Regions from separate parts of the Hordeum vulgare genome. Here region 2 is linked to region 1. A link is a contact called in public Hi-C data. All regions are on one chromosome and are shown on one strand. Each heading gives the region's core, a stretch centred on a gene start, on an enhancer-like site or on the middle of the called end of the contact. The rest is flanking DNA. Distances are from core to core; before and after follow the strand shown. Region 1 has its middle 7.2 kb from the start of LOC123445492. Region 2 has its middle 52 kb from the start of LOC123445492.

The links. A called contact is a pair of places that touch in the nucleus more often than the background predicts.
Region 2: a Hi-C map of leaf shows a contact between it and region 1, with 2.2 times the contacts expected there. The contact joins two enhancer-like sites. A contact is called at or near these places in 2 of 6 Hi-C or Micro-C datasets (leaf and seedling).

Annotation. Positions count from the first base shown.
Region 1 is chr3H:596,680,688-596,683,387 of MorexV3_pseudomolecules_assembly, forward strand. No RefSeq gene overlaps it. Among protein-coding and RNA genes, the nearest start is that of LOC123445492, 7.2 kb to the left of the region's middle. Within about 2 kb of position 1,439, at least 3 of the 3 cell types and tissues checked have open chromatin away from gene starts, as enhancers often do. A contact at or near this core is called in leaf, where this site is marked.
Region 2 is chr3H:596,725,740-596,728,439 of MorexV3_pseudomolecules_assembly, forward strand. No RefSeq gene overlaps it. Among protein-coding and RNA genes, the nearest start is that of LOC123445492, 52 kb to the left of the region's middle. Within about 2 kb of position 1,317, at least 1 of the 3 cell types and tissues checked has open chromatin away from gene starts, as enhancers often do. A contact at or near this core is called in leaf, where this site is marked.

The sequences.
Region 1 (2,700 bases), core at 189-2,688:
ATGAAACATTTGATTTTTTTTTAAATTTTGAACTACTCCTGCACACGGCTATTTGAACGTGTGTGTACTCTATGTATGCAACTATTTGAACGCTCGGCTTTAAAAACAATGGAAGGCCGGATGTATGTGGGTGGTTTTTGATAACCACTTTCCGCATCCATGTTTACGGACTGGTCCTTCATGTCCGCAGACACATGCAGAAGAAAATTTACGGGTCGGTGTTGAAGATGTCAACTACACATTTTTTCCACAAAACATCATGAACAAAATATTTGATTAAATATTTCCTCGCTTGCATAGTACTTGTCGTGGTTTAGTTCATTTAAACTATTTTGAAACTGAGATAATATTTGTTTGCCTGATATCTGTTTTGCAAATGCATTATTGTCGACCTGTCTGCGTATGCAGACTTACTTTTTTCTTTTGTTTTCTTTTCTAGACAACTACCTTTTGAGATGAAATTTCCATTCCAAAGTCAGCGGGCCATGTTGTGTCTGTTGTCCCTGAAAAGAGAGAAGACAGCCTGCCCCAAAAGCGAGGTCCAGCTTGCTTAATCTCGTCTGTGCAAGCATTTGTTCTAAGCAATCCCCTCCACCAACACGAACACATACCAGATAATTACATTAAAAAGGCTTAGAGCAACTTTAACGGAACGATCTAAACGGACAACGTTTTTTCCGTCTTTTGTCCGCTTTAGTCGTCTGTTGGCCTGTTCGTGTTCATTTTTTTAAATGAATCGTCACATGCACCCAACGGTAAGGAAGTAGACAACATTATGGTATTAAAATAATAGAAAAAAGATGAATGATGATGGGCCAACGAATTAAATAAACAGACAGATGTGGGTGGGAGAATGTGTGACAAGTAGACCAGCCCGTCACATGCAGACGAGGACGCGCGCACGTCCGTTTGGCGGCCGCACCGATGCATTTTAATCCTAAATTTTAGCCGTAAATGGATCGGCCAGACATGAAACGGTCGCGTTTTGAAAATGGATCCGTGCACTGGACCATCGCTTTTTTCTGCGTGGATTTAGAAAAACGACGACGAACGAAACGGATTGCTCCGTTCGAGTTGCTTTTGTTAACAAATGTAAATGAAAACCGCTGATGGAAATGGAATGGTTGGCGTTGACATGGGCTTGGAATGATCGAGCATGTTCGCGGAGCCGGTGGTTCCTAGCTAGCCCAGACCGATTGACCATGGATGGAGATGGAGTAGGATGCCGGCGAAAGCATGCACGCACACGGCGTTCGGCCACCGGAGACACACCGCGCCGTCCGCGGCAGTAGCTAGCTAGCTACAGCCAGCTTGCTGGGGAGCGGGGTAGACGAAGTTGGAAACCGTTACGGGCCCCGGGGCCCACCTCACCTGCGCGCTGCGCCGCTCTCGCTCTCCGTGATCCGGGGAAGGAAGCGTCAGCGGAGCGGAGCCGTTGGAGAAAAGAAAAGAATGGGAAAGGAAAGGAGGAGGAAACCGCGTGATGGAAAGGCGCCTGCTACCTGCCTGCGTAGCTCGCTTGCGTTGGCATCTGCTCGCCCGCTGCCGCTGCCGCTGCCGCTGCGGTGTCAAGGGGCCTGGGCTCGGGCCCGCCGGCGACTCACTCGGCTTCCTAGTTTATTTTTCCCTTCGTGTCCGTGCGCGCCCGTGTGCGGCTATGCATGCTCCGCTCCGTCGCTGTCGCTCGCTTCCTCGCGCGGCCTCGCCGTCGACTGGCGGCGAGGGTGCCGGTGGGCCGCCGTGCATGGCGCACCACACGCTGAGCAGGCTAGTTCGGCCTCTGCGTGCGTGCAGTACGCTGTGGTTGTGTGGAGCGCGCGCGGTGACCAGGCTATGGAGGATTTGCGTGGCTGCGGTGAAGCTGAAGCACCGGCCTCCGCCACGGCGGCGAAGCGACTGCGACACCGTGTCCAGGATCTGACGCGGGGGGCCAGCGCGCAGGATATCAGCATCATATCGGTGCAGCGAGCAGTTACTGCATTACACATGCACACATGGCGTGGTTGATGGTCGTGGGTCCGTGTTCGTGTTGTGTTGGTAGGGTAACGTGAGAGCGAGTCGAGTGAGCCTTCGCTGTCTGTCCTGGTCCCTCCATTGCTAGGACCTTTGGGGTGCACAGCAATCAATGGGGAAGAAGCAGGCAACCCCCGTCTCTTTAACATGCACTTTCCTCTAAGTGCCAGCTGGAGTAAGTATAGGGCAACTCCAATGCTCCTGCATCTAAACACCCGCAAAACGTCCCAACCAACCCAACTTGTCTACTCATAGTGGAAAGTAACATACTCATAATGGAGTACTATGATACTACTAGTCTAAATTACTACATTTACAGTAGATAGTAGAAGTAAGATAGGATAATAACATTAAGCTTTTTATTTATTATTTAACCCGTACTAGTAGATAGGCTAAAACTAGTCTTGAGACTATTTTTTTTAGGCAGGGGTACCTCTATTAAAATATGGATTAGTCATCTCTCTCCTTATTTAACTCCTTTTCATTAACACAGACGAGTTCTGGATTGGACGGTTTGAAGGATAATAATGTTAACACAGACGAGTTCTGGATTGGATCCAAGCATGAATGAGGCTAGCAAGTGTTAGTCTCACTACTTTTAGTCATTGGACTAAAACGTATTAAGCACCCTCTAATAATTCAATATGTTTTTTTTAAAAGGGAGCAACATTCGGAATCAACATTTAG
Region 2 (2,700 bases), core at 67-2,566, 45 kb after region 1:
TCCCATCATTGCTAGCCTCTCTAGTGTCGCGCAATTCTCGCCGGTGCACAAACCCACCAAATTCCTTCCTCAAAACAGCCACCATACCTACCTACTATGGCATTTCATAGCCATTCCGAGATATATTTTCATGCAACTCGCACCGTTCCGTCTCATGACTTGTGCCGTCACTCTCATATTGCCATTGCATGATCATAAGATAGCTAGCGAGATGTTTCAACGTCATACACCTTGCTAGATCGTTGCACATCCCGGTACACTGCCGAAGGCATTTCCTATGGAGTCATCATCATCCTTCTGGATCGATACCTTGGTTCTCAAACTGAGGGAAATACTTACTGCTCCTGTGCTGCATCACCCTTTCCTTTTCAAGGAAAAAACCAACGCAAGCACAGTCTCCATCAACGTGTCAATTTCTGACGTTGTTGTTTGAGAAGTAGCAGTACGCATGATATATTGTCCATGTTTTTGTATGGGTATGAGGGATAAAATATGAGAGAGTTGGATGTGAAGAGAAAAATTTAAGACGTGACCGATCAGTGTCCGCGGACGCGACCGCGAACGTTCGAGGGACCGGATTTGCAAGATCCTGCTGCTGTAGACGCTCTAAGATCGAGTGTTCACGGTAAAAAAAAACAATAATGATGCCAACGGTATTTTACACACCTGTGTTTGCAGATGTGCTCATCTGGCATTGGCATTGATATGTACTCTCCATTTCAAAATAAACATCTCAACTTTAATATAATTTTAGTATCAAGTTGTATTAAAATTAAGACATTTATTTTGAAAAAAGGGAGTATGCACTAGAGGCCATGTGCGTTATCCTGCTTTTCGAAAGAAAAGAAAAAATGGTTATCAATCGAGCTAAGTACGTACTACCTTCGTCTGAAAATACTTATTATAAAAATAAATGTATGTAGATGCACTTAAAGTTTAGATACATCATTTTTTATTCATTTATGTGATAAATAATTTCGGATGGACGGAGTAGTAGACTAATGTTATCATTGCATCAATCACTGGTCTACCTATTACGCGGCCGGGTCTGGGTGCATGGCCGCATCGCATGTATTCCCTTCGTTTCTAAATATAAGTTTTTAAAAAAGTTTCATTAGTGGACTACATACGGATGTGTATAGACATACTTTAGAGTGTAGATTCACTCATTTTGTTCTGTATGTAGACTCTTAGTGAAATATCTTAAAAGACTTGTATTTAGGAACGGAGGGAGTAAGGTGCATTCACCAGCTCACCAGCGGTGGGAGGGCAAGTCACGTCAAGGTCGCAGTATATGCATCCCACTGAGGTTGAAAGTTCAGCAAAACCTGCGTGTGGACTGCCGTAGGACACGATCGTTTTAGTGTGGCAACCAATAGAGTCATGGCTATTGCGCGCGGAGCTAATTAAATTCAGGTGACAGAAGCAATACATATATAATTTGGATCCAGATGTGAACAGGTAAAAGGTGCCGGTCGCCTTCGTGAACATATTCATAGTGGTGCACACGAACGTGCGTGGGGAAAGTGCGCGTGTTAATCCAGTTTACCAAGATTGTCAAAACGGCCAAATGGGTAACTAACTGCGCACGCACAGCCGCAAACTAATTCTTGCATTTTGACCAGACTATAGGATTAGGATATATCTGGAGCAATATGTGAAGCTTTTTTTGTCCTGTCAACGAATGACGGCGCGTTCACAAACACAAAGGTGTGGACGGTTGCTGCCAAAATCTCAATGTACCATGGAATGGATGTCATATCTGAGAAAAGGAGAAGTATTTCTCATCCATGCCTCGGTGGTGCAACTGAGCGTACATTCTTGCCTCTGACCATTGCTGGCACGTGTATCACCATTGCTGAGCGTACATAATGCCTCGGTGATGTTGTGTAGCACGTGTATCATCTGGAATGGCGGTGAGCCATGTTGCTCCACAAAGGAAGAAAAGGGGGAAACAAAAAGCAAAGGAATTTTTTCTTTCGCACCCCTGAGATAGTTGAGTGATCCATACGTCGGGTCTCGGGTTCGTTAAGTTAATTTTGCATCAAAACAAAAAGATCAACAAAATCTAGATGTCTTTGAACACTTCCATTGGCAAGCTTTATAAAACCTGCAAAGCGAAAAGAACACCAGCAATGTAACTACAATACAATATCACATTTTAAACTACATTTTAAACTACGTATAAGCACACAATAAGCGCACATTGATTTTTGTGTAGCACGTGTATGCATGTTTCCTAAAGAAATTATTATTTTTACATCCCCAAAGAAATACTTGCAAGCATAATAAGCGCACATTGTTTTTTGTTATTATAGACAATCTTGTATCTCGCCATGTTCTTTAGATGTTAGCAAAAATAAAGTTCATCAGAGGCGCCACAATTTTGGCATAGTCGACATGGCCATTGCTGGCTTACTACTATCTCACTGGACAAACGTGATGCAAAGAGGTCGCAGGTGGACCGAGGACGACAACGTCGACGAAGTTGTCAAGGAGTGCGTGCCGAACAGACACCATCTCATCTCCAACGTAACCACGATTAGGGGAAAGGGCATCTCCCAGGCAATGACAATGCTGCCTAGCTAGGCAAAAGATAATCTAAGCTAGTTGGTCGTGTGATGTTTGTGGCTTGAATCAACATGATCAGTAAAAACAACATTAATTCTCAAGTGTTACATGATCAGTAGCGGTGTTTTA